Linked DNA regions of Mus musculus: regions 1, 2 and 3 are each linked to region 4. Evidence: chromatin contacts called from public HiChIP or PLAC-seq and promoter capture Hi-C data. All regions are on one chromosome and are shown on one strand. The core of a region is the stretch at or near the end of the contact, and the rest is flanking DNA. Distances in the headings are between cores, read along the strand shown. Region 1 holds the start of Shcbp1 (Shc SH2-domain binding protein 1). Region 2 overlaps Arhgef18 (rho/rac guanine nucleotide exchange factor (GEF) 18). Region 3 holds the start of Arhgef18 (rho/rac guanine nucleotide exchange factor (GEF) 18). Region 4 holds the start of Ctxn1 (cortexin 1).

Evidence for each region. Promoter capture Hi-C pulls out the DNA fragments that hold promoters and counts their contacts. HiChIP or PLAC-seq counts read pairs in DNA pulled down with a chosen protein or histone mark.
Region 1: a promoter capture Hi-C map of erythroid cells shows a contact between it and region 4, with 4 times the contacts expected there. The contact joins the promoter of Shcbp1 here to the promoter of Ctxn1 in region 4. A contact is called at or near these places in 2 of 39 promoter capture datasets (cranial neural crest and erythroid cells) and 2 of 115 datasets of contacts at active chromatin or transcription factors (craniofacial prominence and effector CD8 T cells).
Region 2: an H3K27ac HiChIP or PLAC-seq map of epiblast stem cells shows a contact between it and region 4, with 5 times the contacts expected there. The contact joins the enhancer-like site here to the promoter of Ctxn1 in region 4. A contact is called at or near these places in 2 of 39 promoter capture datasets (hippocampal neurons and neutrophils), 2 of 115 datasets of contacts at active chromatin or transcription factors (embryonic stem cells and epiblast stem cells) and 1 of 9 other capture datasets (liver).
Region 3: an H3K4me3 HiChIP or PLAC-seq map of pro-B cells shows a contact between it and region 4, with 5 times the contacts expected there. The contact joins the promoter of Arhgef18 here to the promoter of Ctxn1 in region 4. A contact is called at or near these places in 1 of 39 promoter capture datasets (neutrophils), 1 of 484 Hi-C or Micro-C datasets (embryonic stem cells), 1 of 115 datasets of contacts at active chromatin or transcription factors (pro-B cells) and 2 of 9 other capture datasets (embryonic stem cells and liver).

The regions. Positions count from the first base shown.
Region 1 is chr8:4,776,525-4,782,033 of GRCm38.p6, forward strand. It overlaps Shcbp1 (Shc SH2-domain binding protein 1), which reads right to left and starts at 3,043. Exons shown (of 13, transcript NM_011369.3): 1 at 2,897-3,043. The coding sequence starts at 2,999. It also overlaps the pseudogene Gm6334.
Region 2 is chr8:3,413,595-3,419,277 of GRCm38.p6, forward strand. The region is part of intron 10 of Arhgef18 (rho/rac guanine nucleotide exchange factor (GEF) 18); the gene reads left to right. Among named protein-coding and RNA genes, the nearest start is that of Gm46029, 10 kb to the right of the region's middle. Within about 2 kb of position 3,572, at least 122 of the 459 cell types and tissues checked have an H3K27ac peak or open chromatin away from gene starts, as enhancers often do. A contact at or near this core is called in embryonic stem cells, epiblast stem cells and liver, where this site is marked.
Region 3 is chr8:3,349,591-3,354,823 of GRCm38.p6, forward strand. It overlaps Arhgef18 (rho/rac guanine nucleotide exchange factor (GEF) 18), which reads left to right and starts at 3,847. Exons shown (of 29, transcript NM_001370668.1): 1 at 3,847-4,140. The coding sequence starts at 4,137. Gm30369 (a long non-coding RNA gene) reads right to left here. Exons shown (of 5, transcript XR_870091.2): 3 at 4,116-4,217; 4 at 1-344.
Region 4 is chr8:4,255,038-4,260,763 of GRCm38.p6, forward strand. It overlaps Ctxn1 (cortexin 1), which reads right to left and starts at 4,237. Exons shown (of 2, transcript NM_183315.2): 1 at 4,014-4,237; 2 at 2,609-3,610. The coding sequence starts at 3,592. The coding sequence ends at 3,344. It overlaps Timm44 (translocase of inner mitochondrial membrane 44), which reads right to left. Exons shown (of 13, transcript NM_011592.2): 12 at 5,475-5,585; 13 at 4,694-5,218. The coding sequence ends at 5,099. It overlaps Snapc2 (small nuclear RNA activating complex, polypeptide 2), which reads left to right. Exons shown (of 5, transcript NM_133968.1): 4 at 1-336; 5 at 444-1,183. The coding sequence ends at 769.

The DNA.
Region 1 (5,509 bases), core at 1,793-4,292, 520 kb after region 4:
ACAGTGACACACCTACATACAAGGCCATACCTTCTAATAGTGCCACTCCCTGGCCTGAGCATATACAAACCATCACATCCAAATTCTATGCTCTAATGTAGCAGTTTCATTGTTTTTTTAAAAAAATAGTAACAGAATAAAATCAGTCATAAATCAAGGCGTTCTTCAAATATATTGGTGGAAATATAAAAGGCTAGTTATAGCCAAGTAGATGACTCTCAGCTATAAACCTCAGATGCTGATAGCGTTCTTAGCCCTTTGATTGGTAGAAACTAGGTTTATTAAGTTGATGCACTCCATATGCTTTTTAGCTGTATTTGTCTTTTAAATTGAAATTAAATTAAATTAAAAAATTTGCCAAGAAACAAAGTAGAAAAAGAAAGTCATCTACGGAAGACATTCATGTTTTATTTACATATTAAGAAATAATTACCATAAGAAAGCTAAGATTTCCATTACCTCACATATTTTCTTTAAATGGTGAAAATACATGATCTACTCTACTCTTCTTGCTTTTCATTAAGTCTACTTTGACAAACAGTTTCCCCATTCTTTGGGAAACCATGAAGTAAACTCTGTTTCTCTAAGTTCAGTGTTTTATTGTGACTGTTGTTTTGGTTTGGTTTTATGGAGACAGAGTTTCATGTAGCCCAGGCTGGTCTCCAACTTATTAGGTAGCCAAGCATGGCCCTTTATTCCCATTGCTCCTGCTCCTACCACTCAAGTGCTGGAATCACAGAGATGCACTATCACTCCTGACTTGTAAATGCCACTTTTAAGATTTCTCATACAATAGCATACAAGTTTAGTTCCTTACAGACAGACACTTTAAAGCTGACTCTTCATATTATAACGCTTTCACATTGGAAATACTGGCTGTTTTCTAAGGCATCTGTACATATGAAACTTTTGGCTGTTCACAAAGTACGCTTGTTGAAGAATTAAGTCACACCTATGATTTCTCACATCAACCTAACTCTGTCCATTACACATTATAACTGAATGTGTTAATATAAACTAGCTTTAAAAATCATCAAGGCCAGACACGGTGGTTCATGCCTTGAGCCTCCAGTACAGGTGGAACTCTGAGTTGGAGGCTGGCTTGGTCTACATAGTGAGTTTCAGGTCAGCCAGGACTATGTAGAGGCCCTGCCTCAAAGTAAAAAAGGAACTGGGGATGGTAGAGCTCTTTCCTAGCATATGTAAGGTCACAGTTTGGCAAATAAAATTCCCATGATTAGGTACAATGAAGCTGAGGGTTAGAAAAGCTGGGTTAGGGCTGGGGCTCTATGAGGCGACAAGGCGGCAGACCTTCTGCACTGGCTAATCAAGAGTGAAAAACCTGAAGAGATGCAGGCAGGAAAACGGAATTAGACTAGACTTGCTATACAGTCAGAGAGAGACCACCTGGACTTCTGCTGTGAGCTTTGAAAATCCCACGGCCACATTCAAGGCAGTATTAGCACCCATGTTTCTTGGTTGTCCCTTGGTCAGGCCTGAGGAGCGATGCGACAGGCATGATGGAAGTCGAGTCCTCTTACTCGGACTTCATCTCCTGCGACCGGACAGGCCATCGGAATGCAGTCCCTGACATCCAGGGAGACTCGGAGGCCGTGAGCATGCGGAAGCTCGCTGGAGACATGGGCGAGCTCGCACTTGAGGGAGAAGCACAGGCAGAGGGAAGTACCCCAGACAAGGAAGCCAGCAGCCAGCCTGAGAGCAGTGATGCGAACACCTCGTCCTGAGTCTGCCTGTGGTCCCAAGGCTGGAAGAGACCTGCTGTACCTCCCGGACTGGAGCCCTGGCCAGCCAGGCCGACTGAGAGCCTCATGGAATCCTCTGTGGCCCCCACTCCAGCCAAGTCCTCCACCCACACCGCAGGCTCCACTCTTCCCCACCTCCCCACGGTGCTCAGGTACACTCTGAAGACAACCAGCACCACGAGATATTATTTATTCAGCTAGGCGGGGCTTGAGCCAGGCCCTGCCCCTAGGTGAGCAGCTGCCACCTGGACAGGGACTGTCCTGTCACCACTCACCCTCCAGCCAGCCTGTCTGTCAGGAAGATCTTCCTAGCCCTTTTTTAAAGCTTCTTTTACATTTTTAAAAAAACATAACTTTTTCAGAGAGAGAGAGAGAGAGAGAGAGAGAGAGAGAGAGAGAGAGAGAGAGAGAGAGAGAGAGAGAGAGAAGCTGACAATCACTTTTCTTCTGCTTTGGTTTTGGGTTTTGGTTTTGTTTTGAAAGCGGGTTTAAGCTCAGTTCTGATGATCTATGCAGCTCTAAGTTTCCTCATGGCGCCTCACAGATCCAGTTTGGGGAAAGGATTTGGATTCAAAACTAACTGACCAATTCTTTGCCCTTTTTACCAAAAGACTGATACTTAGGCCCAGGAAATAAATGCTGGTGGTTTGTGTTGGAAAAAAAGAAAAAAGAAAAGAAAAGAAAAGCTGGGTCAATTCTATTTCTGGATTCTATCCAAACTCAGCTCTGCTGTCATCTGTCCCCAGTGCATAGGATGAGAGTTCAAGGTTGTTTTTAAAAAGGAGAAGCGTAGCACATGATCCCTTAGATGTAGGTTAAAAACAAATCAATCAATCAATCAATCAATCAATCAAACAAACAAAAACTTGGCTCATGAAATAAATGAATACAAAGCCCCCTGAGTCCCTTCCGTCTGGGGAATGTCCACCCAGATCCAACCCCTTCTCTTCTCCGGAAGCTGAGTCAGGAGGATAGAGAGCCTAAATTGGCCACAGTATCTCCCGACTCCGAAGTCGTGAGAGCGGGGCCAGACCCAGCACAGAACTCCCCACCCAGGTAATCGCGTCCTTAGGGTGGCCAGGCCCGGCCGGCAACCACGAAAACAGCTCTCCGACTCGGGTTGAGGTGCTCACCTTCCTTCCAGGACGCCGGTTCCTTCTCCGCCGCCAAGTCAGGTCTCGGTGGAACCATAGCTATAGGTTCCAGAACTCCACCAGCCCGCAAATCATCAGCCATTTCAAATTTACGCGGGCGGCTGTCACAAACCAGAACGCGATGACGACATCTCTAGCGTCAGTACTCGACTAGAGGAGCATCTTCAGCTTTCAGTAACTGCTCTGATAGTCCTTCAGCGCCACCTGTGGGATTGGCGGACTGTTCTCGATCAAGTTCTTCCCAGTAACAAAAGGAAGTTGAATGTTGATGTAATTTGGAATGCTTTCTCAAAAATCAGCAAGGCAAACTTGGATGTTGAGCATAGTAGAAAAGATAATGAAAGTGAAATGATTAAGATATGCCATCTTGATTGACTCTATGTTTGCTTAAAGAGTTTTTAGGTCAGTTGACCTTGGCAACACCTTTAAGATTTCCAGAGCCTTGGCCATGGTCAGAGGTATTAAACGAAATAATTAGCAAGTTATGTCTAAAATAACTACTATTTTCTGCTAATAATAAATGCTTCAAGATTACTCTAACACCCACTTTACTTTGGTTTACCTTTAAAACTATATATCCTTGAGCTTTGTCAACAAGTAAGTTTTTAGGGGCTCAAGTTTGATCTCCAATAAAAAGGACGTAAAAGTTTTAATTGGCTTAATCAGTGTGGTTGTCAATTACAGTAGATCATTACAAACAACACAAAAGCAAACAAACAAACAAACAAACAAACAAAAACATGTATGTGTTTTAGCCACTGCTAGTGAATGCTATTACGTGTGTGTGTGTGTGTGTGTGTGTGTGTGTGTGTGTGTGTGTAAATCCCTTCATGACTCAGGAGCTGGCTACAGATGAAGCAATATTAGAATGTTGGTATAAGCAGCTCTGTCACTGTCACCATCAGGAACCAGACACTGGGTAGTTTCAAGTAATGTTAAATTATATTTAGATAGGCTGTGGTGGCATATGCCTTTAATTCTACTACTCTAGAGTCAGAAGCAGAGACAGAGACAGGAGGTAGGTCTCTAGGAGTTCCAGGCCAGATTGGTCTACAAATCAAATTCCAGTTCAGTAAGGGTGATATGGTAAAACGTCTCAAAAAGTTATATTTAGTATGCTATTTGATTAACTTTTAATAAATTAAACTGTAACTAACGTTAATAGCTATTATTTACTATACAAAATACTGCCAGCAAGTTTTACCTACAATATCTTATTTAAATTTCAAAAATCATTCTATGGAGCTGGAAAAATGTTTCAACTGATGGGATATTTGCTAGACAAGCATGAGGACGTGTTTGGTCCCCAGACCCACATAAAAAACTAGATATGATAGTAACCATTTGTAATCCCAGTGCTGGAAGAGGGATGGTTTGGAGACAGGACCACCCTGGATCTTATTGGTCAGCAAGTCTATCCAAATTGGCAAAGTTCAGGTTCAGTGAGAGAACTTATCTCAAAAAATAAGGTGGGGAGCCATAGAAAAAGACACCAGACCTAATCATCTGTTATCTACACTTATGTCCACACACTCACATGAACATGCATGTATCACAAAACATATGTAAATTAATACATAAATATTTTATCAGTCTTCAGGAATTAGTCTTGCTATCCCCCAGTAATCTGCTCCTTGCTATGTACTGAAAAAGCATGTTTTCTTAAAAAATATTCCAATGAGATAAGACGTAGCAGTACGGTCTACTCATTTCACAATGAGGTACAGACCTCATGAAAAAGTTGAATAACTTCTCCAAGCTAATTCAATAGCTTTTCCATGTCCTCTTGCTCTGGTGGCTGGCTGTTAGTCATCAAGATGTCGGTGTTTGAGGTGACTAATTGAGGCCTGAGGTGAACCAGATTCTAGAGAGTTATGTTTTTTTCCCCCCTAGTCTCCCAGCCCCTTCCCAGTGGCTCCCATGAGACAAAGTTTCTTTTGTATCACCTCGTTTTGCTCTGTAGATTGCCATCTTTACCAGCTTGCCACAGGTATCTCAGTAGCACCTTAACTTAATTCTTTCTCATCCTCGATGTCACTTCTTGAGGTATGTTGTATGAAAAAAAGTCTATTTTCAGTAACAGAAAAAAAAAAAAAGAATTTCCAGAATCAAACTTTTAGTCTTTTGTAGACTAGTCTAGTCCAATGTTCTGGGAAGTTGTGCTACTCCAGGTAGAGCTCAGCTTGGGAGAGTGGAAGCATCAGTATCATTCCGTTGCTTCATCAGCCCTGGGGATGGTGGGAGACTTTTGAAGCCTCCAAACCTCAAATATATGAACCTATGGGGCTCATCTGTATTCACACTACCACACTCGACTCCCTGGCCTCCATAGGCTTATAGCAATATTATATTGTGAAAGGCATCTAGTTCAGCTTCAAAATCCCTACAGTTTATCACAGTCTCAATTCTGTTTAAAAGTCCAACATACAAATTATAAAATACAAACTGTTAATATTTAACAAACAGAATGATTATTTTAAGATATATTTCATTGTTATGTCTCTCTTTTACTTCTGATTTTATTAATTTGGATATTGATTCTATCTTGTTGATTTTTTTCAAAGAACCAGCTCCTGGTTTTGTTGATTGTTT
Region 2 (5,683 bases), core at 2,322-4,821, 840 kb before region 4:
TAGAACTCTTTGGTTGTTTATAAACAGCTGCACTAAAGGCAGAAAGTCCCACTAGGTAGAGCTTTGTGGGACTGAGAAAGTAGCTTTCTTCTTTTCCCCTTTTATCCTGTTGGTACCCTCAGCCTGTGGGATGTGGCTGTTAGGGCCAGGGTCAGTGTCCCACACTTAGCTAGTCTACTCAAGAGATCAACCAGTCTTGCTTGCTGGCTTAGATGCTCCTTATATCATGCTAACACTCAGGATTAACCCGGACAAGAGCTGTGGATGCCCGGGGGACAAGAGAGATCTAAGGACCCGTGCTTAAATCCTTGGCACGTGTGAACAGCTAGCCATGGCTGTGTGCACACTCCTGTAACCTCAGCACTTTGCTGGGTGGAGACAGGAGAACTGCTTAGGTTTGGGGGCCCCAGCATAGCTCCAGGTGCACTGGAAGACTCTGCCTCAAAGGAATAAGCTTGAGAGTGAGAGAGCAGGACACCTGATGTCCTCCCCTGGCTTCTGCACACACACACACACACACACACACACACACACACCATTCTTGTATTTCCTCACATGCACACACTAGTTAATAAAACAATGACTAAACAGCAAAAGATAATAAAACAGTGGTAGAAAAACTAAGAAGTTAAAGCAGGAGAAAATAGGAGCTTGGGGCATAGCTTAGTAGAGCCCTTACCTAACATGCAGAGGCTCTGAGTCCAGTCTGTATCAGAAGAATTTAAAACCCACCACAGATAATAACCCCTGAGGTGGTAGCAGTGGTCCTTACAGTGCAGACAGGTATACCTGGATGCCTGCCTGCGTGCCCTTCAACACAAGGATGTGATGGTCTGTATGCTGTCACTGAGAGGTTGGTGGCATACAGAAGAGCTCCTTTTGTCCTCTGTGAGGTCGGAGTCCTTGTGATGACATCATTTCCAGCATTGTACTGGGTCTGACTTGCAGAGGGGGCAGGAAGGGGCTTGGCAGGACAGCTCAGCGATCAGGGTGCCTGCCACCAAACCTGAAGACGCAGTAGAAGAACAGAACTAACTCCTGCAAGTTTTTCTTTGACCTCTACACAAGCATGTTACCCACTCCCTCAATATATATATCAAAGTGTAATAAAGAAAAAATTTAAAAGAGAAAGCAGAGCTTCTAAGAGCACTTACCGCTTAGGCAGAGGGCCCAGGTTCAGTTATCAGCACCTACAGTGCAGTCCCCCAGCCACCTCTGGGCACCAGGTATACATGTGGTGTGCGTGCACATACTACATGCACATACACAGGCGAACATTTATACTTATACGCAGAGTTAAGGCTCCCAGGCTTTGAGTGTTTGTGCTCGGTCCTTACATGACCCTGGGGAGAGGACTTTCTGTCTGTCTCTCCAGCTGGCTTCTTTCATATGTTAATCTTGATGTCACTTTCTCCAGATCTTATTTACCAGTCAGCACAGTGCTCAAGGGAAATCTTCTACCCAGCAGCTTCCCAGCAGGTTACCCAAAAAGGCCTTGCCCTGAGCCAGGTGACCAGGCCGTATCCCTAGAGGCCCATTCTTCAGTAGAAGGCAAACTAGTGATTGTTTGGGGGATGCAAGAAGGGTCAGTATCTGCCCCAGCGGTACCCCAGCCTGGCCCATGCTTCTGATGTAGGGAGACCCTTTCAGCTGGGAAGAGGCCCTAGAAAAGCACCGAGACAATTACAAAAAGAAGATTAGAGAGAAAGCTTATGCCTTGTCATGAGACTGCCACTAGGTTGAGATCAGCCTCTACCACACAGTGAGATCCAGCTTAAAAATAGCAGTAGTAATAAAGTAGTCATAATGGCATGGGGAGATAGATAGCAGTTTGTGGGTAGATAGAGATCAGGCTCTAGCCCCAGGGACTACATGGTGGGACCTTTAAGAGGAAACTGATTCCCCTATCCCCATAGCAGAAATAGGAGCCTCATGCCTTCCTGGGGAGAGCCTGCAATCCAAAGCAGGGCCAGGGAAGGGATGATGAATGTACGGCCACCAGTGCGCGATTTGATGCAAACTCCCTTCTCCACATGAGAAACCCTGGCACCAGAGTTAGGTCTGTTAGCCAGCAACTCAGAGACAGTGTCTCGGTGAGCCCACAGGACTCAGAAGGAGGAAGAACTGCTTCAGGCAGATCCTGTGGCCTGAGCAGCAGTCTGGTCCTTTCTTATGCAGGTGTCTCCTCAGCCACCATCTCCCTGGTCTCCTACAGACCTTATTGTGTAGCTGATGATAACCCCTGATACAGTGTGAACACCACATGCGTATATTGTTACGACACATTGGAGATAGTGACCAGAATAAAGGTCACACAGGACTGGCACAGAAACAAATCTCTGGGCTCGGTGGGTAAAGGGCTTGCTGTGCCAGCACGAGGACCCGAGTTCCAATCCCTGATCCCTATGGAAAAGCCAGATGCAGTGGAGCACACCTTTAATGGCAGCACTCCTACTGTGAAGTGGGAGACAGATGACAGGATGATCACCCTGACACCTGAGAGCTAGTGTGAGACACGCACATACACGCACGCACGCACACACACAAATCAAAATTAAACAGGTTCCCCCAAGTGTTTTACATCCAGAATCCCTCAACCCTCCAGCTGTCGTCTGCAGATGAGGAGGTGACTGTTCTGGGTTTAGAGCGAGCATCCTTTCTGACTCATACTTACCTTCCAAGGTACAAGATGTCCTTTTAATTTTGCTGTGTCCCCTGAGGTGTAGAACAAAGCAGTTTATTCCTCCCACCCATGTACTTTATACTTTTCCATACTCCCTTTCCTCTCTAACATCAGAACGAGGCAAGGCAGAGAAATCGATCGGTCGTTCCCACCCTCCACCTTCCACCCCCGCTCTCATCGATCCTCAGGTGGCAGAAACGCCAGGAACTGTGAACTGCAAACTCCACCTTGCATCCGATTTTGCTCTTAATTGTCTCTCTAGCACAAGCAAGCACCTGCTAGAACTCTCCAGACCCAGGGAGCGCTTTTCAGCCTGTAACAGGAATCTCCCCCAAAGAGTAGATGACAAAATGCGGTATCAATGGTGCCTCTGTGTGGAGGGACCAGTTTTCGCTGTTGCCCCACCCCACATACACTTTTGTTTTCTCTAGAGTGGCCTTTTTACAGAAAACTGGACATTTCCATTCCAGAGCCACTTCCTTGGAGTGGCATCAGCGGGCCAGTAAGATTACTGGGACCTGTAGACTGGAAGGAGATGAGTGGCTTCCATATTTGTTGCTTTAAGATACTCATTTCCAGGCCTGGGATAGTGTAGGACACTTGCTTAGCATCAGCCTGGCCTTCTTTCCTCCACAGGACAAAAGGTTGACAGTTTTCTTTGTTCTTTCTTATTTACATTTTTATTTATTACTGTTGTGGGGGAGGTGGTGTGCATGCCATATTGGGGATTTGGAGGTCAGAGGACAACTTGCTTGCAGGAATCTGTTTCCTTTCGATCATGTGGGTCCTAGAAATCAAACTCAGGTTGCTGGGCTTGACCCCAAGCACCTTCATCCACACTGGGCATTGTCCGGCTGGCCTTGAGCCTGTGGCACTGCTCCTGCCTGGAACACCCTCTCCAAGTGCTGTAGCATTACAGATACGAGCCGTCATGCCTCCTTTAAACACTGGTGACTCTAGAAGCTTCTGTGTTCTGGGATTATACAGTAAAGGTTACAAGTGAGAAAGATCACTGAGCGCTTCATACTGGTCTTCAGGTAATTAACTCCCTGATTGCGTAAGGTGCCATATACATAAATAAGAAAAAAAAAAGTCTTTGTGGCCAGTGAAGTAGATGGCTCAGCAAGTGAAGGTTCCGGTCACAAAGGTTAATGAGTTCCCACATGGCAGAAGGAAAGAATGAATTAACTCCCACCAATTGTCGTCTGACCTCCATACCCGAGTCATGGTATACGCACACTACATAAAAACTTTAAGTCATCCTGAAAGCAGCCTGTTGTCTGTTAACAGAGAGTGAGTGGGTTTTCTTATCCCTGTGTCCGTTTTCACTGTTGGCTTAGTCCCCTCCCCCTCCTCTCTTGCAGAAACAACTCTGTGTCAATCACACAAGTGCTACCGCCACCAGGGACCTGCAGATCAATCCCGCCTCTCGGCAGGGAGAGCAGACAGTGCTAATTGGGCTCTAGAGTAACTTTTGTTTTCCCTTCCCAACACTGGAGATCCAGACCAGGGCTTTTGTGAATGCCCGGCAAGCAAGCTGCCCATCCAGATCAGCATTTTTCCACTTTAAGAAGGGGTCTCAGGGAGGCTAGGATGGGTCACCAGTTTGCTATCTAGCTGAGGATGTCCTTAAACTCTTGATCCATCTGCCTCTACCTTCTCAGTGGGGGTAGATTACAGGCAGGTGCTACCGTGCCTGGCTTATTCAATGATGGGATTGAATAAACCCAGGAATTCAGGTCCCAGGGCTTCCTAAAGGCTAGGCAAGTATTAGACCGTCCCCCCAAATTGTCTTTACAGATAGTTTTAGGCAACAGCAAGCTACATTTCCCTGTGTGGCCAGGTCTGAACCACACTCACACTGCCCCCCATGGCTGTCTGCTTTAGGAAAGCAGGCATCAGGAGATGTTTTCCACACTCCCCCCCCCCCCCCCCATGGCTGTCTGCTTTAGGAAAGCAGGCATCAGGAGATGTTTTCCTGTCTCAGAGCTGAATGACTCATGCAGGTGGAATGATGGAATGATGGGCTTCAGACCAGAAAAATGGCAGCTCCCAACCCAGCTGTGAGTGTGTGTTTGCCTAGCAGCTTTATTGAGGCACAGTTCACATACTGGCCCAGCTGGTCTCTTAAGTCTGCAGCCCAGTGGCTTTTAGTGAGCATAATCAAGTTTAGAACTTCCAGAGGTGGGCTGGAAATGTAGCTCAGCGGGTAGAGCATTTCTTCAGCATGCACTGAGCAAGCCCTGGGTTCCAGCCCCAGCACAGCATAAACTGTCAGCCATCCCCAGTACTAAGGAGGTGGAGGCAGGAGGATCAGGAGTTCGATACCGGCATGGGATACATGTTCATGATTATCTTCCCGGACCTTGCCCAGCCTAGACATTGCCTATCCATGCATTCATGCAAACAGCAGTCTTTTGAGTTTGATTTCTAAATATTTGGAGTTTTTTTTTATTATTACTTACTATTATGTGCATGTGGATACATGTGCACCATTACATGTATGTGGAGAGCAGAGGAAACTTCCGGACATTTGTCCTCTCTTTGCACCTCGTCAAGGGAAGGGTTTCTCCACCACTCCGCTTTCTACTCCAGGGAGCTGGTCTGAACCCACCTCCCATCTTGCTATAGGATTTGGTGAAGTTACAGATGCATCACATCCAACTTTCATTGTAAGATTAATTTTATTTTAGAGCATGTGAATGTGTGTGGGTGTGTGTACATGTATGTTTGTGCTCAAGAAAGCACGGGGTTTCCAGGTCCCCTGGAGCTGGAGTTACAGATGGTTATGAACCATCCAGTGTATGTGCTGGTAACCAAACTCAGGTCCTTTGCAGGAGCAGTGCATGCTCTTGACCACTGAGCCATCTCTTTAGCCCCAAATTTAGCTTTTCCACACACTCGGTTTGTCAGGCATCAAGTACTTTTCCCCACTGAGCCTTCCTTTTTGCTGGACCTGACTTGCCTGCAGAGCATGGTTGTGTTCTTCGATAGCTAGAC
Region 3 (5,233 bases), core at 2,597-5,096, 910 kb before region 4:
GGTAACAGGTCATGTGCCAGGATGTGGAATAGAATAGTCAGGTTAACCTAAATGAGGTGAGATGGCTGAGAGGTGGCCAGCTAAAGTCTAAGCTTAATAGATAATATGTCATTATTATGTCTATATGACATTATTCAGAAGCTGGCAGGTCGAGGCAGCCCAGCAATAAAGACTGAATGTCTCTGCAGTCCCAATCTGGTGCTGGAGGTCTGGAGGGTTCCTGGAGAGCTTCTGGTCTTCAGTCTAAATTGGAATCCCAAAGAAGTCTGAATCCAGTTCCAATACCAGAGAAGAAATGTCTCAGCAACAGGGTAGATGAACAGACTGGTATGAGTGAGGAGACACTGGAAGATATAACCCATATTCAAAGTGAATCTTCCTACTTCGAATAATCCAATTAAGAAAATTCCTCATAGGTGTCTGCCCAGCTGCTTGGGTTTTAGTTAATTCAATATGTGGTCGAGTTGACAATCAAAGTTAGCCACCTCAAGGGCACAGCCTGACCTCAGCAAGTATACACACACTGTCAAAAATGTATTTAGGCATGGTGGTACAAGCTCTCATTCCAGGCTGAGGCAGAAAGCATGTAAGTTGTGAATCTGTCTGAACTATAAATTAAGTTCAAGACCAAGCTGAACAACTTGGAGAGACCCTGTCTTAAAACAGCAAGGTTTATAATAATAAAAGTGGGATGGGGGTGAAGAGGTGGCCCAGTGGATCAAGTGCTTGCCTCATGAGTCTAAGGACCTGTGTTCAATCCCAGGAATCCACGTAAAAATATCTGGACACGGTAGTACATACTTGCACACTTGGGTAATTCCAGAGCCAGGGACATGGAGATAGGCAGGTTCTGGGGCTTGCTGTCCAGCCAGCGCAGCCTACTTGTTGAATTTGAGGCCAAGGGAGAGACTTCATTTAAAAAATAAATGGGAAGCACCAGTGGTGTGACACTTGAGGTTCCTCCGATGACATCCAAGGTTCCTCTGATGACACCCAAGATTCCTCCAATGACACTCAGGGTTCCTCCAACGACACCCAAGGTTCCTCCAACCTCCACCAACACAGACACACACACACACCTGCTTGCACATCGACACTCACACACAACGCATGATGCATTTAACCACCAGCTTTCAACTGTCCTGAATTCTTTTATCTCATTACATTTTTATTTATTCAATGTCCGTGTGTGTGGCTCTGCATTGCACAGTACACCTGTAGAGGTCAGAGGACAACTTGCAGCAGTCATTTCTCTCCTTCTACTAACCTGGGATCAGGAATCAAATTGAGGTAAGCAGGCTCCTTTATCCACTTAGCCATAACACAGGCCCAACATTCCAGAAGATTAATGATCCACTCCTGGGAGCCAAGACAAGCCGGAGAAGTCTGCAGGGGTCTGGCGAGTCTGAGAGGCTAGATGTGGTTGAGTGTTTGTGTGAGATGCTCTTGTGTCTCCAGATTGGCGCTGTGTAAACATGTGTCTCGGAGGTCTCCGTCTCCTTTGGGGTGGTTTGAATAGGAAACACCACCCATAGGCTTGTGTATTTGAACATTTGGTCCCCAGTTGGTGGTACTGTTTGGAGAGGTTATAGAACTTTTGGGGTACAGCATTGCTGGAGAAAGACTGCCACTAGGGATAAGTCTTGAGAGTATGTAGCTTCACTGCCCTTCCAATTTGCACTCTGCTTCTTGGTGGTAAATAAAGATGTGATCTCTCAGCTTCCAACCCCTGCTTCCTTGCCTTCCTGGCATTAAAGTACATCTAGCCTGTTGCACTCACCTCGTCCAGCAAGAAAAACGCAACACAGTCGGATTCTTCTCAACAGCCTTCTTTATTTCAGGAACACCTTGCTACGGGAACTCCGGAAACCCAGGAAGGACTGCTTATATACACCCCAGCACTGGGGAGAGCTATGTGTCCTCCTGGGATTGGTCAGTCTGCCGGCACTTTGATTTGTATGCACCTGCTCGGGAGGGGTTGGCGCCAGATTCGGGCTATCGCCTGCGCAGTGGCGTTGTTTATGGCGACGGTGTACCGGAGGCCGGCGCCATCTTTTAGGCGCCCGGCTGCCTACACTAGCCCTCTGGAACTGTAAGCCAAAACACACTTTCTTCTGTTGCTCTTGCTTGTGGTGCATCCTGTGTGCCACGGCATGGCCTCACTGTCTATACTCTATGTGTGTTCACCTGTGCATACAGTTCCACATATATGTGCAGAGCCCAGAGTATAATGTGTGTCTACTCAGAGCTTTCTGCGCGTATAGACACTACTATTCTACACAGCATGTGTGTAACTGTGCTCAGCTTCTCATGTCTGTGCAAAGACCAATGTATCCACCCAGGAATCTCTGCATGTGTGAATGCTGCTATTTGTACATTACTGTTTCCCAGAGGGCCACATTTGAGAACTCACAAGAGTTTCATGCTAAGAGACCACTCACTCAGTTCCAGTGTGGAGCCAAGTTTAAACCCTTCTTCTGCTCACCTTTTCAGGTACTGGTGTACCCATCCTGGTAGGAGTGAAGATAGTCTATATTCATTCCTATTATTAAGTGTGTATGTGTGTGTGCACATGTGTGCATATGTGTGCGTGTACCTGTATGTGTATTTGTTTGTGTGTGTATATATATGAATGTATATATGCAGGTGGCTGTGGGTATGTGCGTTTGTCTGTATATGAATATGTGCTTGTGTGTGCAACTGTCTGGGGTATGTGTGTTTGTCTGTGTGTGGATATGTGCGTGTGTGTGCATGCAATTGTGTTGGGTGCCTATAGAGGTCAGAAGGGGCACAGGACCTTCTATAGCAGAAATTAAGCAGTTATGAGCCACCCAGTGTAGGTGTTGGGAACTGAACTCAGGTCCTCTAGAAGACTAGCAAGCACTCCTAACCACTGAGCCATCTCTCCAGCCCTGCGCATACCTCTTGCCTTCTATTTAAACCTACATCTAATACCAGGTCTCTAAGGATGGACTTGGAGGGGAGAGGTGGGAGGAGCAGGGGGCCGTTTGGTCCTCTTACAGGTGCAGCAACCCTGAATAGATACATTTTTTCTACTTCTCACTGTTGTTTGCCCTGGTTGCCTAGACTTCCTCTGAAGACTGGGCTGGCCTCAGATTCAGAGGTGCGCCTGTCTCTGCCTGCCCAGTGGGATTGAAGGCGTGCACCACCACATGCACTTATTTTTGAGACAATGTCTCTCACTGAACCTGGAACACTGGATCAGACTGGGTAGCCTGCCCTTCCCTGGGATTCTCCTATCTGCCAGCTCAGTACTGGAGTTCTCACAGGTGGCCTTACCACACCCTGACTTTATTTAGTCAGGTGGGGGTGGGGAACTAAAATCAATTCCACTTGCTTGCACAGCAAGCACTTGACCCTTTGAGCCATTTCCTCGACTGACTTTCTTAGAATGAGTCGCTGAATCTGGTTTGTTAGGAGACTGCCAGGACTCAAGCTCTAACCTTAACAGCTCTGGTAACAGTGCGTTAGTTGAAGAAGTGGAGTTAGCGGTAGTGGCAGTATTTACACCGGGAAAACAGACAGATACCAAGCAGAATGATCGCTGGTAGACATTTACAAACCCAGCGTTCAGCTCCACATGTTTCCATGGGTCCACACACCCACATATGTGTCTGTCCCCATGTGTGTTCCAGCGTGTGTCTGTCTAGAGACATGTGACTTGCATGTCCCATGTGTCTCTGTTTGTGTGCCCGAGTGTTAGGGTGAGGCCCTCACACCCCGTTCCTCTTCAGCAGTTGGCGCCACAGGAAGCTGCCGGGTGGGGGTTCAGTGCTGCTGCCTCCCCTCCCCTCCCCTCGTGGGAGGCTTTACATTCTTTACTTTACTTCCCCGTGACGCCTACGGCAGGTACAGGCTGAGGGTGGACTCCCAGATCCTCATAACCCACCTCCATTTGTTTTCTCCTCTCCTTGCTGACCCCTGCTGCCTGCTGCTCAATATTGATGAAGACAACCATAAAAAGCCGGTGGCTTAGAAAGAGGAAACTGGGCAGAGTTGAGCCACTCTGTGGTTAGCCTGGCTCATGTGTCCCTTGAAACCCTGGTTGTGTGACATGGGAGCTGCAAGAGCTGTTAACAAAGCCAGTTACCTACCTGAGCAAGAATCGGGAACTCATGGGTGAGTGACTATCTTGAAGAGTGGTGGGCACTTCGGGATCTGCACGTCTGAGAGTCTGTGAGGCAGGAGATTGACTCCTATAGCCGGGACACAACAGTAAGAGAGTGGGGCAGCTGTTTGCACTGCAGAGATCAGGAATCCTAAAATGACCCTGGAGGGTGCTGGGGAGATAGCTCAATTGATAGGGTGCTTGCTTAGCATGGGCAAAGTCCTGGGTTTCATCCCCAGCACTGCATAAGTCAAAGCTGGGTGTTGTACGCTGTCAAGCATCACTTGGGAGATGGAGGCAGGAGGATTAGAGGTTTAGGTTATCCTCAGCTACATAGGGAGTTCAGAGGCCACCTGGTCTAGAGGAGACCTATGATGGAGTCTGAAGGAACCTTTTGTAAGCAAAGCCTGTGTGGGGACGGAGGAGTAGGGGGCCAGGGATGAGGGAGGAAGTCTAAGCGCCTTTTCAGCAGGTGTCCGTGTTTTGCCTTGTTCTGTTTTGTTTTGCTTTTGAATCTGGGTCTCACCATGCAGTCCAGGCTTGCCTCCAACTCCCAGCATTCCTACTTGTGCCTCCCCAGTTCTGGGGTAACAGGTATGCACGCATACCACCACACTGCAGCTTGACCTCTTCACCTTTCAAAGCATTGGCTCTGGGGTTTTGTTCAGCCTTGCCTGACACAGACTTGGAGAATCCTGTCTGCAAAGCAAAATTTTAAGGCTGACATCTGCTGAAAAGCCGATCTTTCCAGGTCTTCCAAATGGGGACCACCCTCTGCTCAATAGCCCTCCAGCTGTAGGCCCTTAACCCTGGGGAGTCACTGGTGGCTCCCTTTGTGGCCCAGTTTGAGGAACCTCCCACAACAACTGCCGGAATGGAGTGAGGTGAGGAGGCAGGCTGTGGTTTGTACCAGGCACACCCAAGACTACAGTTTCCTCAGTTTCTGTTGACTTTGTGCACTCTCGGGTGTAGGAAGGCGACCCCTGGAGCCATGTATCAGTGGATTTAGAGCTGACCACTCTAACGGAGGTGGTGAGTTAGGTAGGAGACAGGCTTTGAATGTGGCTCCCACAGGGCTGACCCTCCAAGAGAGTCACCCTGGTT
Region 4 (5,726 bases), core at 2,987-5,486:
GGCCAGGCAAGCCCACAAAGGCCCGTGGAAAGGCACTGGTGTTCTTGAGCAACCAAGATGGGCAGAAGGATCCTGCATCTGAAGGTTCTGGGCCTGTCCCCATGACTGCTGCTGACCCTACTCGTGAGGCTTCTGTCTCTGACCCTAAGGCCTCTGGAGCCAACCCTGAGACCTCTGGCCTTGCCTCAGAGGTCACTGTCCCTGACCCTGATGCCCCAACCAAGTCCCTGGCTGGATCCTCCACAGAGAGAGACCTTGCTGTGGACTTTGAGAAGATCTACAAATACCTTTCCTTCTCCTCCAGAGGTGGCCATGGCCCTGAGCTCTCAGCAGCTGGTAAGAGCTACTAGGGAGGAGAGGGCTATACTGTGTTTGTGTTGCGAGGGGGTTGTCTGGGGGATGTTAAAACCTGTCCTCTCATTCTTCTCCTTTCCTTCTACCAGAGTCAGCTGTGGTCCTTAACCTGCTCATGGCACTTCCAGAGGAACTGTCCCACCTGCCTTGCACGGCCCTGCTGGAACATATGACCAAAACATATGCTCAACTGATGGCTCCCCAGACCGCTCTCCCTGGAGAGAAGAGGCCCAGGCCTGGGACTGAAGATGGAGGGACTGGCTCCACAGGGCCAGAGGAGCCTGACCAAGCTAGTCCTCAAGCTTCTGAGCCCATAGAGCCGAGGCTGGCCTGGAAAGCAGTTGGGATCTGCCCACTGAACCCGTTCCTGGTACCCCTGGGCCTCGTGAGCCAGGCCCCCAGCCCTTCGAGGTGAAGAGTACAGCAGACGAGATGTGCTGAGTTTTGCCCAGAACATCAGTCCAGCACCACTGGTGTTGGAACTTGATTGTGGACTTCCTGACACAGTGTTCAGCCATAGGCTAAGCCTTCAGATGCTGTATACACCAGCAGCCTTAGAAAGTGAAGCACAATTGTGATGAATGAGGGCTGGAGAGACGGAAGGCTCTACACAAAGCAGGATTCCTGCACTGGTAGATTGGGGCAAGTGTCTCTAGCCCACTGTGCCTATTCTCTGCCATAATAGCAGCACATCATTACCCCTTTGTGTGTGGCTCTAGCATCTGGATCCCCCCCAGCACACTCTCCCCACCTCAGTGGACCTCTGGATGGTTCTCTTCACCTTTTCCTGGGGTGTCCTGTAACCCTCAATAAAGCTATCATCTACCTAGCTGTGATTCCCCCTTTGACATAAAGATAAGAGTGGGGGCTCTGAAATGACACAGTTTGGGAGCTGGAGTGAAATGCCAGGGGAGATAGTGCTGTCACTGGCAAAAGCTGGTACCTGGGCTGGTGAAATAGCTTCAGGGGTAAAGCACTTGGTATGAAGCCTGGCATCTGAGATCAAATCCTTGAAGTCATGTAAAGGTGAGGAAGAAAAAAGCCCCTGAAAGTTGTTTGGCCAAACACATGCTATATAAACATGCATGTACACCTATATCATGCACTCACAAACTTAATGGCAATTTACAAAGCTGTTTTCTGGAGTGACCTTAATCTGGCATAAGGAGCTCCTTGGTGACCATGTGGATGGTTCTTTGACAAATGTAGATGGAAGAGAAAAGCAGGGCTGGTTCTGTGGGGATGGGTATTAGGGGCAAGTTTTCTATAGATGACTGAAGTTGGCCGTGTGGCCCACTTGATGGAGCAAAGCCCTGGTTCCATGGAGAGGACTGCCAGGGGGACTAGCAGAGAGAGGGCTGGAGGAAGAAGGGAGTGTCTCTTGAAACTGGGGCTGGAACCTTAACCACCCCGAGAAATACAGGGATGAGGGAGGCAGACCTGGAGGAGCTTTAGGATAGTGTGGACTACAGAGCTGCAGGGAGTGGCTGCGGTTATGGTTGAACCCCAAGACCACTTACCCCTTTATGCTGTAGTTCTTTCCACAGAAGCTCCACCTGCTCTGTGGGTATGGAGTACTGCACAGGCCCGGGGAGCTAGGTCTCTTTGGGGAAACAGATGCCCTCCCACCATAGCACCCTCCCCCAAGCCTAACAAGTTGAGAGTAAAATTTCTGTTCTCTGAGCTGTGCCTTCGCATGGCTTTCCTTTTATAGAAAAGCTCAATTCTCCCCACACACGTTGCACACGGCTCCCTGAGGATCTCAACACATCTCCCAGGCAGATTGTGGAGCCAAGCCAGCCCACTCCCTAGTCACAGCCTCACAAAGCCAAACCCACAGCTTCTAAGACACACTGGATGGGGACAAGAGGGACCAGGCTCAGGAGTTTGGGGGTTATAGGTATGGTTTTAGAAAATAACCTCTAGGCTAACTCCCCATAGTCCCCCCCCCCCCCGTGTGGGGTTGTCTCAACTATACCATGGGGGAGGGGCTGGAGGTGGTTACTAGCCCCCCACCTCCAAAGCTACTGAAGGGTTGTGTATGAAATTGGGTGTTTGCAGGATTAGGCAGCAGTCAAAGGCAAGAGCAGATGTGGGTTTTGATTCCAGATCAATGGCTTGGGGGCAAGTTATTTTAGCGGCTTGGACTTCCAGTCGTCCCCTGGCTTGTAGAATGGGGGATCCTAACAGGAGCTTGGCTTGTTGGCTGTTTGTCACAAACCCTCAGAAGCAAACAGGCTAAGAACAGGACTGGTTAACTCAGCAATCTGCTTCACATGCAGTAAGCACTCAATAATAGCTTTTATTATAATTGCCACGGTTCAGAGGCGGGGAGGTGTGAAAGGCAAGGGAAGGGCATGGGGACAAGGGGGACATGGGAGAGGTGGGACAAAGGAAAGGCACTCTAACCTGTGCTGGGGCCGAGTCTGGGAAGGGGATGAGCCTGCTTGTACTCCCGCACATAAAGTGCCAGATATTATCAACACAAGCAGCAGCCATGGTGGGGTTTCTGGGTCTGTCTCTGAGGCAAACTGTACCGTGCATTATAGGTAGGCAGCGTCCAATGTGAGTCGAAGAAAGCCTGCCTGCCAGGGCCAGGACTCAAGGAGTGCACTGAAATTGAGGATGACCATAACAAAGAAATAAGAGATAAGAGGTGTCCGCATTTCCAGGAAAGAATGTAGCATGCCTGGTAGTTGGGGAAAGCTGAGGTTGGTGCGGGGTCCTTCACTCACCAGGGACTCAGTGTTGAGGGATCAGCAATGAGGATAAGTATGTAGAGAGAAGGGGACAGGGTAGATAAAGGCACCAGGTGGGGTTCTGGCCTGGCCAGGAAGGAAGATGGGTAGCTAAGGTAGGTAAGGACTGGACTTCTCCGAACGCCCTCAACTTCGAGCTAGGGCATCTAGGCATAACCCTGAGCACAGTCCAGGCTGGTGGCACCCCTCCACGGGGATGACCCTAAGGACCTGCCCCGACTGGTTCCCCATCACACCAACGCATAGTCGAACTGCCCGCGTTCGAGCGCCTCCTTGTGGTCGGTCCAGGACGAGGCGGGCATGCGGCTGTAGGGGTCTAGCAGTATGCGCACACAGCGCACCATCAACAGAACCAACACCACGAGCAGGCAGAGCACGAAGGCGAACACCGTGCGTTGCTCGACGTCCAGGCCCGCGCCCACCGGGGGCCCCGTCGACGGCGGCAGCGGCTCCGGTGATAGTGTCCACGCCGAACTCATAGCTCACATCGCCGCGCTCTGAGGAGAGAGGGGTACCCACCCCGGGGTCCGCGGGGATGAGGCTATGCCCTTCCTGCACCTCCATCCACCCCTTCTGGAGTAGCCCCTTTGCTGTATCCCACAGCATCATCTCTGTCCGTGTTGTCGTCTCCGGGCTACGCCCATGCCCCGCCTGTGCGCTCCGCCGCCACAGCCACGCGGGGACTCAACTCCAGCGGTGCGCGCAGGTGGGGTCGCTGAGAGCCGGGACAGGTCAGCTTAGATCTGCCCAGCCCGCGCACAACAGGTGCGATCGCGCTGGGACAGAGACCAGAGCTGCACTGTTTGAACTGGTCCCCGCCCCGCTCCCTTTGTTCTCCAAGGCCCAAGACCCCCCTCCCCCACCGTAGCCGACTCCCGGGCTACAACGCGCCCCCCTCACCCTTGGTCCTAGACGGGGACCGGCCGCCCTGCAGCCCCTCTCTCTCTCTCTTTCTCGGAACTCGTGCGCTGCTTTGCTCTGGTCTTCCCGGGTGGCAGTGGTAGCGGCGGAGGCTGTGGCAGCCCCGGCTCAGCCCACCCCACCCGCCCCTGGAGCGGTGGAGACCGAGGGAGGAAGGAGAGCCGCGCGCCAGCCCAGCCGCCGCGGCTGTTCCCATGGCGACGAGGGCGGGGCTGCGAGGGGGTGGTGGCTGTGTTAGGAGCGGTGCCTGGGCTTGTGACCCCGCCCCGGCCTGCCTATCGGAAGGCTGAACCTTCCCACCGCTGTGCCAGCCCAGACAGCCTCAGCTTCCAGCTCCTAGAGCACCCAGGACCTCGCCAGGACATGGGCATTTACGCCTCTCCCACGGAAGCCTCTCCTAACCTCGGTGTCTGTATCCGTATTCTTCCCGGGCAACCCCTTACCCCAGTCTCTGTTAGTTAAGCCCCGAAGCCTTAGGGAACCCCGAATTCAACTGAGACCCCAGACAGCTGGGATGCTTATTCTTCCCACAAAAGGGCAGGGTGTTGGCCCGAGAAAGCAGCACTCTCTCTGGCTACAATCCTTCACTGACCTAGGTCTCTGACAGGCCCTCAGTCCCAGCCTTCCCAGCAGAGAGGTACACTTCAAACCGTTCAAACTGCTCTTCTGCGCTTTGGTGTTTTATTAGGTCCAGATCTTAGGCTTATGTACAGGAAGTAAGAGCACTGATTTAAAAACAAAAACAAAACAAAACAAAAGGACCTAAAGTGGCTTGGAAGGCAATGCCAGTGGACTACTTAGAACAGCAGGCCAGGCCTCACCCGACAGGAGTCCTGGGCTGGGGCCTTCTGACACTGCCAGCAACCCCTGTGACGGACGCACTGGGAGACAGTCCCCATCCTGCTAGACACCCCAAGCTCTTCCCTTGTCCAGCTGGTTTCACAGCTGCCCTGAAGAACTTGGGGCAGAAGCTTGTTCACAGCTGTATCAGATGTGGCAAAGTGTCTCTGTGTGTCTGTCCCATGATGGTCTAGCCTCGAGCTGCCTAGACTCCATTGCTGCCCTCAGAGGATCTGCTCTGTGCTGGAGGCTGAGATGTCCAGAAGGCGCCAGGCAGCATAAGGGTTGAGCTCCTCCTGGTCTCTGCAGAGTGCCCACACGTACAGCATTCGCTGCACCTTGTCCTGTGAAGACCGGGCAGGGTGAGGGGTCAGGCTTGGTGGGTGTACAGAAAGAAGGGCTACTGAGGGGGACAGGGAAGGGGTTCCCGGGCTGCTGGCTCTGGTCAGTGGTCAGATGAAACGGTGCTCTGACTTCAAAAAGCTCTCAATTCGTACTTGTGGTGCTTCTGCCTGGCTCTGTGCTGGGGAGGCGTGCAATGCACAGGGCCCTGTATGTGAGAAGCACTCCCAAACCTCCATTCCCTTGATTACCACTCACCGGGTCACCATCATACACCTCGCCTTTGGAGTTCTTGATCACCATCACCACCTGGGCCTGAAAGGTAACGATCAGCACTGGGCCCTGCTCCATCATCTTGCCCATGGCCAGCTGCAGGAAACACACAAGTACAGGCCTCAGAACTGTACACCTCCACCCAATGCTCACAACCCTGGAGATGAAACGCCCCAAAGTTGCACTCTGTACTTGTCCTATAGTCTGACACTTTGCCGTGCTAAAGGTATGGTACCA